2 separate regions of the Mus musculus genome follow, and region 2 is linked to region 1. The links are chromatin contacts, called in public HiChIP or PLAC-seq maps. All regions are on one chromosome and are shown on one strand. The core of a region is the stretch at or near the end of the contact, and the rest is flanking DNA. Distances in the headings are between cores, read along the strand shown. Region 1 overlaps 5430437J10Rik (RIKEN cDNA 5430437J10 gene). Region 2 has its middle 37 kb from the start of Gm41259.

Region 1 (4,561 bases), core at 940-3,439:
GATGTGATAGAGAAACCTGAGAAGGGTATTGAATTTTGTTCTGTGACGGATTGAACCCAAGGCCTAACATCTGCCACTAAAGCTACATCTCCAGCTTTAGCAACAATGTGAATTTCCCTTCACATTTGATATATTTAAACATTACAGCATGCATGTAAGATACACGTTCTCTTTGTATATTATAAGCACCAATATTTTCTCTCAAATTTTGTGTGATACAAACCAAGATTATTTTTTATTCTTCACCAATTTTGTATATGTACACACTGAACTTGGGGGGCATTTTCACACCTTCTTATGTATTTCTTATCCATCCCATCTTATCTTCTCTTTCTCTTATCTCTTGCTTTGTCTCCTGAAACCTTTTTTCTTTCCAACAAGGCCCCTCCTACTTTGATGACATTTCTTTCTTATCCAATGGATTTAGTTATAGTTGCTTGAATGGGTATGAGTGGAGGGTCATTAACTGGAATATAGACAACTTACCAGTGGATATACTGACACAGAAAATGAACTCTTTCCCCCCAAACCTATTAACTGGCTGTAGTCCTTCAGTGAGGGGTGAAGCCTCAGGAGCCTCCAACAGGTACTAGAGGAAAGTGAGGTTCCAGTCTTGTGTAGGTCTTAGGTGGGTAACACTACTGCAGTGAGTTCACACGTGCAAACACTGTGTTGTGTCCAGAAGATATTATTTTTAAAGCTGCTTTATGCTTTATTTTCTGTGTGTGCATATAAGGAGAGGTGTTACTGTGTAGGGTTGTGCATACATGTGAACACGTTCACTATATGTAGAGATCAGAAAACAACTTACAGGAACTGGTTCTCCCCTACTGGCCATATGGATCGTAGAAAGAAATCTAGGTCATCAGGCTCAGCATCAGAGTCATGTTATTGTCCCATAGGAAATCTTCTTAGCACTCCATGCCAAACTCTGGCTCTTAAATATGTCCTCCCATCTCCTTCCACAGTGGTCCTTGAGCCTCATCATGGGTAGAATAGAGAGATCTGGTTGAGGAACAAGCACTCTCTGACTATTTACTCTCTGGAGTGTGACTAGTTGTAGATCTCTAAACTAGCTGTTGCCTGCTGCAAAAAGAAACTTAGACTTAGAACAGCACTGATCTATGAGTATAAACCTAAGCATTTGGAGGACAGTTGAATACCATGCCCATGTAAGATAACAGTCACAAGTCAAGAAAGTCTTCTAAACTTATTTCTATTGGAGAAAACACTGACATAGTCCATCTTCTTTGAGAGACATGGACAGAAGACATGCTTTGGGATGCTTAGCATCACTTCAGTGTCTGCTTTCTTCAATAAGTTAACTTTAACAAGTGCACCTTTAGCAAGCTAATAATTTTTATCTCCTTGTGGCAAAAAAAAAGGAGGATAGCCCATCCACACGTAGAAGATGACAGCCTTGAGGTGAGATCATCTTGGATTGCATGTTCTTAAATAGCTGGTATCTACTCAGTCAGGGTCAGGACTGATTTTTCTTCTAACTAGCAGGCCATCATTTTAAAAATATTCCTCCATTGCAAAAGTGAGATCTAATCCCCTGCTCATGCGTGTGTTCTATCTTGCAAGCACTATGATGAACTATGTGGCAGAAACAACATTCTACCAACACTGGCTCTTAACTCTAAGAGAAACTGCAGTTTCAGCTTACCTTTATTTTAAGAGCATTGAATGCCACATTAGAAATCTCCCTGGTATTTCAGAGCCCATTTGGTGATGCCATGACATGATATATAAAGATAAGGCCAGCTATCAACCCCAGTCTGGTAGTAAACCTTACCAAACAGAGGTAACGTGCATCCATTAAGGAACAACACACAATCTCTGAGATGTGTATATACATTAAAACACCAAGAATTCCCAAACATGTACACCTTGACACACTCCAAACTTAGTGATTAGGTGAAAAGCAGATTCCTTAGTTATGTATGTACCATGATATGCTCACCAAGAAAAGAAAAGCTAAAGAGACAAGACATAGCACTGCCTGTCAGAGAGACTTTCTGATGCAGGTTGTGTAGCATGGCCTTCTGAAAGCTATATATGGGGTTGGAGAGGCAGCTCAATGGATAAAGAGCACTTGCTGCTCTTCCACAGAAATAGAGTTCCATTTTAAGGATCCATGCCAAATGACTCACAAAAATGATGCCTAAAATTCCAGCTCCAGGATATTCAGAGTCCCCTTTTGGTCTCTGAAGGTACATGCATGCATATCACACACACACCACATGAGACACTCTCTGAGGGGGAAGAACAGAACATGGTATTTTCTATTTCTAACATTTGTGAACTTTCAGATTCTCTGATCAAAGTTTATTGCAGAAGATCCCTGAGACCCCTGGAAACGGACAAATTAGAAAGTCAGAAATAAAAGAGAGAATTTCAGATGCTTTGGGTATTGAGGTGTGATTTCTTTTTTCTTTCTTTCTGGCAAGCACCCACCCTTCTTTTAACTTTTTGTCCTTTCACTTTGTACTGCAATAAGCTCATCTTGGTGAATAGATTGCTAAAGATTTAATAACTGTCATACTTATTCGTTGTAATGTCTTTGTTCTCATATAAAATCTTTTAAAACTATTGTAAAAATTGCCAACTCATGCAGTAGGTCTTCACAGGAAGTCCCTTTACACCCACACAGGGGCCCACAAGGATGATTACATAAAGGAACTGTCTCCAGTGAGAGAAAAGACACACATTCGGTCCTTTGTTTTCAGGGTTGGTTTGTTTCCTTTGTGCATTCTTCTCATGCTTTTTGGTGACATAAAAATATGCTCTAGCTCACCAGGGTAGCCACTGTGACCTACATCATCATGTTCTCGTGCACTTTATGGTTTCCCCTTCACTTCAGGGGCGAGAATGCATGAGCCCAATTCAGCTTTTGCTAGCTGATGATGTCAGACATCATCAGTCCATGGAGGTGCTCAAACAACAGGAGTGACTTTAGCATATAAACAATTCCAAGATAGGTCTAGTTCTATTCTGGAGAGGAAAATAGAAAGTCATACATTTTATATGATTTTATAATTGATGACTAATGAGCGATAGGGGTTTTTTGTTAATTTGGAAGCTTGAATGATTTTTCCCTCAGTTTTCAACCAGATGTTTCCACTTTGCTGAATTTAGTAAACTAAAGCTTCCAATGTCTCACAATTTTTGAAAGACAAAATACCACTGTGTTGGTCAAACTGACCTTGATTCCTGAGGCCACAGGATGCTCCAGCCTCAGTTCCCCTGGTAAAAATGTTCTTTTTAAAAGTAGATTCTGTAACCCCTTCTCTAGCTCCCATCCTCATTCCTTACTCCTTTGGCTCTTTAGGAAAGAATCTAACAAAAGTTTTAAACTTTGACTACAGAAGATGATTCACTGGTACAATTTAGCATTTTCTTCATGTTATGGTGGACACATAGATTAGATACAAACAATACTTAGATAATCGTGGTTTCCCAATACATATCAGGAGCACAAATTTGAAGGCAGAGAGGATAGGAAGAGGGGAGAAAAAGATAAAAGGAAAAATGAAAGGAGGGAGGTAAAAGGATCTTAGTTTCCATCTAAAACAGATCTCTATCCTGTTACCTAGGATTTCACATTCACAAGGGTTCCGCCCCACCCTTCCCTCTGTGCTTTCCTAAGGAGCCACTTAACCTTTCCCCACTAAGGGGGAAGCCCTTAGTACCTTCCTGCTCTGTAAACACTAGCAGCAAATCCATTAAGTCACTGCATGGGGAGTGAGGCAATGAGGATCTTTCAAACTTTCCAGCTGTGACACAGCTTCTCTTTCCACCTGGCACACTGCTCACAGCTCTGCAAAGAGGAGTGTTCTGCCAGCAGCCCAGCGGCCAGACCACCTGGCCGAGGACAAGGAAGCCTTTCTTAAAGTGCCAACACCCAACCTTGGCTTGACTTGGTCCTACATTCTGAAACACATCCCTTCTTTCCAGTCCGTATGTTCTCTAGGAAGCTGCAGCACATCACACACACACACAAACACACACACACACACACACACCCCAAAGACACGAAGGTCCAGAAATGTAATTCTTGGCAAAATGCTCACTTAGCATATAAATGGCTTTAGATTCCATCCCTAGCACCCTAGAAACAGAACAAGGGAAATGGATCACTTGGTAAATTAATTGCCACAAGAATGAAGGTCCAGGAAGCCATGCTTAAAACTACATCATCATCGTCAACAACAACAACAAGAACACACCATCATTCCCTGTTTCTCTAACCCTAGCTACTTGGATAGGAGGAAGGAGACAGGTGGAAGCAAGTGGCTCTCTGAAGGTCTTGGCTTTTTACCGTAGATAGATCCTAACCCTGAAAGGTTTGGAAAGCAGCTATATGTGAATATTAAAATCCTCTGGTTACAGCAGACTACTTTCGTTATTACTGTTTCTTTAAAGTGTGGTATAACTAACTGACAAGATGGGGCTCATTTAAAAAAAAAAAAGTATGGCCTCCCACGTGTGTTGTGAAATTAGTGGATTTCGTGTCAAAGACACTAAGAATAGAAGGGATGATGTCACCTATTTTCCC
Region 2 (4,561 bases), core at 1,269-3,768, 570 kb before region 1:
ATACATGAATATATCTATAATATATGAATAATTAATACAAGGCATTAATTATCACATTTGCACATATCTGTATATTTTTCATTATATAATTCATCTTCTAGTGCACACAGATATTTTCTGTATTGATAATTGCAAATAATGCTATGATGCACATAGCTATGTTTTTGAGGTATGAATTCCAATTCCTTTGGATATAGCTAAAGAATTGGAATTGATAAATCAAGTGGTATTTCTATTTTCAGGCCTTCTGAGGAACTTCCACATCTTTTCCATCAATTGAAAAGATACCAGTCCCATCAACAGTGGACAAGAGGTTCCCTTCTGCTATTCTCTTTTCAATATTCATAACAATTTGACTTTTAGATTATGGTCATCTTAAGAAGTGTAGAATAATATTTCATCATAGATTTAATCTGTGTTTTCTTTCCTTTTTATGTACATATGTATATGTGGCATATTGGGTATATTATGCTTGTATGTGTGGGAGTACATATGTGTACAATTATGTATCCTTGTATGTCCATGTGCATATTGAGACTCAGGGTGGACATCAGGAGTCTTCTTTGTTAGATATCCACCTTGTTCAGGCTTGAGTCAGGCTTTCTTAGTTGAACACAGAGCTGCTAATATGAGCTTGGTGCTAATTTAGCTTGTAAATTTTCTCTGGTATTTCCTTGTATGTATCTCCCTTCTGAGCCCTGGAAGTACAAGAAAGGGACACATACCATCAGGTGTTTTATGGGTGCTTGAAATACAGATTCAGGTGTCATTACATTTAGGAAGCAAGTGTTTTCCTGCTAAGCCAGTCTCCTGGCCTTAGCTTCTTATTTTTTCCTCATGGTGACTGAGTTTGAGAAATTTCTCATGTATCGTAGAGTTTCAGTGATCAGAACAACATGGAACTGGCACAAAAAGAGATGTATAAAGCCATGGGACACAGTAAAGCATCCAGAGATAAATCCATAAATACAATCTACTAATTCTGAACAAGGATGCCAGGAATACAAAATAAGAAAATGGCAAGCTGTCAAACTAATGAAGCTCATATACAAAACAATGAAACTGAACCATTAGATTATATAATACACACAAGCTAACAAAAAATGGATGAAGATTTAATTATAGGGCTGGAAACCACAAACATTCTAGAAGAAAACACTGGCACAACTGTACAACTGGTCTTGGCATGATTTTACCAATATTATTTCCCAAAGCATAGGCAATGCAAAACAAAACAACTAAATAGGACTCCGTAAAGTATACATTTCTGAGTTAGTACAATTTGACTTTAAATATCAGTCATCCTACTACATGTAAAGGTATAGCTTATTTTTGCTTTGATTTCCAGATATTTTTTTAAAAAATGTGTGTGTGTGTGTGTGTGTGTGTGTGTGTGTGTGTGTGGTGTGTATAGGCTGAGTATGCCTTGAATTCAACTTGTAGACCTTATAAAGGAAACCAACATGATGCATGAAAATATGTTCAAGCCATTTGTCTAATAGGACATTAATATTTAAAGGGAAATATCTAAAATTGCAAACATTGAGGCAGTTTCAATTGAACAGGCAAGTGCACAGTGGATAACTTTGCAAATTTGGTATATGGATAAACAACAGTTAAATGAAAACTGGTGTGGCATTAAAGCTCTGTTTGCCCATGCTCTATCGTTTTACTTGCCAAAACAAAGCTTTGCTGATTTTGCCGTTCAAAATATGCCTTATCAGCTTCAAAATTACCTTTCATATAGGATTCAGTGGTCCTACACTGGTGACCACGAGATAAGTCAGAGCCCCACAAAGAAATTGTTTAGAGATGCACCAGAGATGTTGTTAACTGGGAGCCATTTAGGAACTGAAAGGAAACCAGGAGTTAAATAATACTTAAACAATATTTAGTTTTACTAGATGCTCTAACATTATTTTGTCCACGTAAAGAGACTATTTCTGTCTTTATGGTGTGATGTTATATGGTCTCTATGTTACTTGGTTTGCCTCTTCGCCTTTCCCTTCCACTCCAGCCCGAAATGACTTGTTGTTCAGCAGCCGATAGAAAGTTGTTTGAGTCAGCTAAAAGATCATCGTGAGCACTTGAGAGTTTTGAGGCCTGAGAAGACAGCCAGCTTGCATGACTAGGTTGGGTGACTTCTTCCTGTTTGCTGACGAATGTTTGCATGTTTGGCAGAATGCGGTTTAAGGGTTGCTTCCATTGTAACAAGCCTTCTGTTGGTAGGAGGCACATAGTGTTCTCTCTCAGCTGGAAGCCTTCCACACAAACCAAAACAAAACTGAAAACAAAACAACGAAAATCCTTCCTAGTTTCTAAAAGGCAAATTTGCCTTACTCTGGTCTGCCTCTGTAAGATTTTATCATTGACTTGCCATTGGAACGTTTTGTTCTCTGGATGTTCTTCTCATAATAATTCACTAAACATCAAAGAGGAACTCCACTGACCCCTTAATAATGAGATGCTTCCCTCTGGCTTCAGACCATGTCTATGAAAAAGTAACTCATTCACGGAGATCTGTCCAGCATGAGCATTTTGTTTGGATTTTAGCTATCTTTTCTCCTGAGTTATGAGGGTGTTTTAGACACACTATGAATCTGATTGAAACACTATTTTTGCAGTGAAATTCAGTAAGTGTGTTTTACCCAGGATCAGTTAGTGTGGTCACTAAACAGGATCCTACCTGAGTGTGTTGTCAGGACACAATACTATAGCTCTCTGGCCACTCTTCCGAGTTCTCTCCTCTGCCCTGTGTGCAGCAGAGGGCAGTAGTGAACTGTGCATTTTATGTGGTTTCTTTCTCCAGAAACACAAACCAAGTCAGTATAATAACAGTAATCTTGAACATGCCCATTATTGAATAATATTTTTTCTTTTGAACAAATCATCATTTACTTAGGTCACACACCCATATATAGCTTTTAATTTCTGATCTGAGACTTAACACTATAATTCATGCAATTTAGGATTTGAATATAGTATTGTTTTGCAAATAGACATTCACAAGTCAAATGTGGACAAGAAAAAATATAATTGTCTTAAGGAAATCTTGAGCATGTGCAATACAGACACACACCCACACATCTCTCTCTCTCTCTCTCTCTCTCTCTCTCTCCATATATATATGTATGTGATGGCATATATAAAATATAAAGCTTATACTCTTCCTCAAGGAAACATGTTCTCCCTTATCATCCTTCCAAGTAAATGAAATGTTTCTTATCAAATATAGTAACATGAATAGAAGATTTCTCCCCATAGGCTTATATATTTAACACTTTGTCCCCATTGCTGGTGCTTTTGGGGGACGCCATGGAAGTTTCAGGACAAGAAACTCACTGCAGGAAGAGCTTTACTGGGGAGGTCTTTGAGAGTAACTAGCCTTCCTTGTTCCATTTCCACATTGCTGTCCAGCTTTCGCTTTTCTGTTGCCCTCTAGGCCTCATGCTTTTGTTGAGCACTGTGGCGCCTTTCTCTCCCATTACTGATTTTCCTTCTCAGTGCTAGGTCAAAATAAACTCTTTCTTTTATAAGTTGCTTTGGTCATTGTGCTTTTATCATGGCAACAAAATCATGACATTGATAAAACTTAAAGATTATAAAATTATATGCTAGGAATGCCTTCCCCACATCTCAGTATCTATTTTTTACTTTCTTTGAGTTTGTTAGTTTCATCTTTTTGCTTTTTTTTTTGTCTGTGTGTATGGGAGGATAGCATACACTGGCTTTCTGAGTGCTGATGATGGCAGAGACACATTACTATACCTTGGTAATTTCAACGTTCTAGCATTTCTTTTAACTCGATACAAGATATGTTTTAACAGGAATGTTTAGTCAATTTACATTGATTCCACAGTAAATTACCTATTCAACATTAAATGCTTTCCTCAGATTGGAGTTCTTCAGTATTTTCCATCTCATTGAAAAGCACAGGCAGTCTCTAGATGGTCCATCTGGGGATCCATCCCATAATCAGCCTCCAAACGCTGACACCATGGCATACACTAGCAAGATTTTGCTGAAAGGACCCTGATATAGCTGTCTCTTGTGAGGCTATGCTGGGGCCTAGCAAACACAGAAGTGGATGCTCACAGTCAGCTATTGGATGGAACACAGGGCCCCCAATGGAGGAGGTAGAGAAAGTACCCAAGGAGCTGAAGGGATCTGCAACCCTATAGGTGGAACAACAATATGAACTAACCAGTACCCCTGAGCTCTTGTCTCTAGCTGCATGTGTATCAGAAGATGGCCTAGTCAGCCATCATTGGGAAGAGAGGCCCATTGGTCTTGCAAACTTTATATGCCTCAGTACAGGGGAACGCCAGGGCCAAGAAATGGGAGTGGGTGGGTGGGGGAGCGGGTGAGAGAGCGTGTGGGGGACTTTTGGGATAGCATTGGAAATGTAAATGAGGAAAATACCTAGTTAAAAAAAAAAAGATATCCTGGACTGCGTGTAACGAATTGTAAAATCTGCCCAATGATCCTGAGAAAGTCATGAAAATTTATAAAGTCGCATTTATAAAGCTAAGATAAAAGCTCTTGCCTCAAAGGGTTTTGT

What was found. HiChIP or PLAC-seq counts read pairs in DNA pulled down with a chosen protein or histone mark.
Region 2: an H3K4me3 HiChIP or PLAC-seq map of bone marrow-derived macrophages shows a contact between it and region 1, with 5 times the contacts expected there. The contact joins two enhancer-like sites. A contact is called at or near these places in 1 of 15 datasets of contacts at CTCF or cohesin (large pre-B cells), 5 of 484 Hi-C or Micro-C datasets (the C2C12 cell line, adipose-derived mesenchymal stem cells, bone marrow-derived dendritic cells and 2 more) and 2 of 115 datasets of contacts at active chromatin or transcription factors (bone marrow-derived dendritic cells and bone marrow-derived macrophages).

Annotation. Positions count from the first base shown.
Region 1 is chr15:5,512,584-5,517,144 of GRCm38.p6, reverse strand. The region is part of intron 1 of 5430437J10Rik (RIKEN cDNA 5430437J10 gene); the gene reads right to left. Among named protein-coding and RNA genes, the nearest start is that of 5430437J10Rik, 19 kb to the right of the region's middle. Within about 2 kb of position 2,189, at least 112 of the 459 cell types and tissues checked have an H3K27ac peak or open chromatin away from gene starts, as enhancers often do. A contact at or near this core is called in bone marrow-derived macrophages and group 2 innate lymphoid cells, where this site is marked.
Region 2 is chr15:6,079,113-6,083,673 of GRCm38.p6, reverse strand. No RefSeq gene overlaps it. Among named protein-coding and RNA genes, the nearest start is that of Gm41259, 37 kb to the right of the region's middle. Within about 2 kb of position 2,518, at least 37 of the 459 cell types and tissues checked have an H3K27ac peak or open chromatin away from gene starts, as enhancers often do. A contact at or near this core is called in bone marrow-derived macrophages and group 2 innate lymphoid cells, where this site is marked.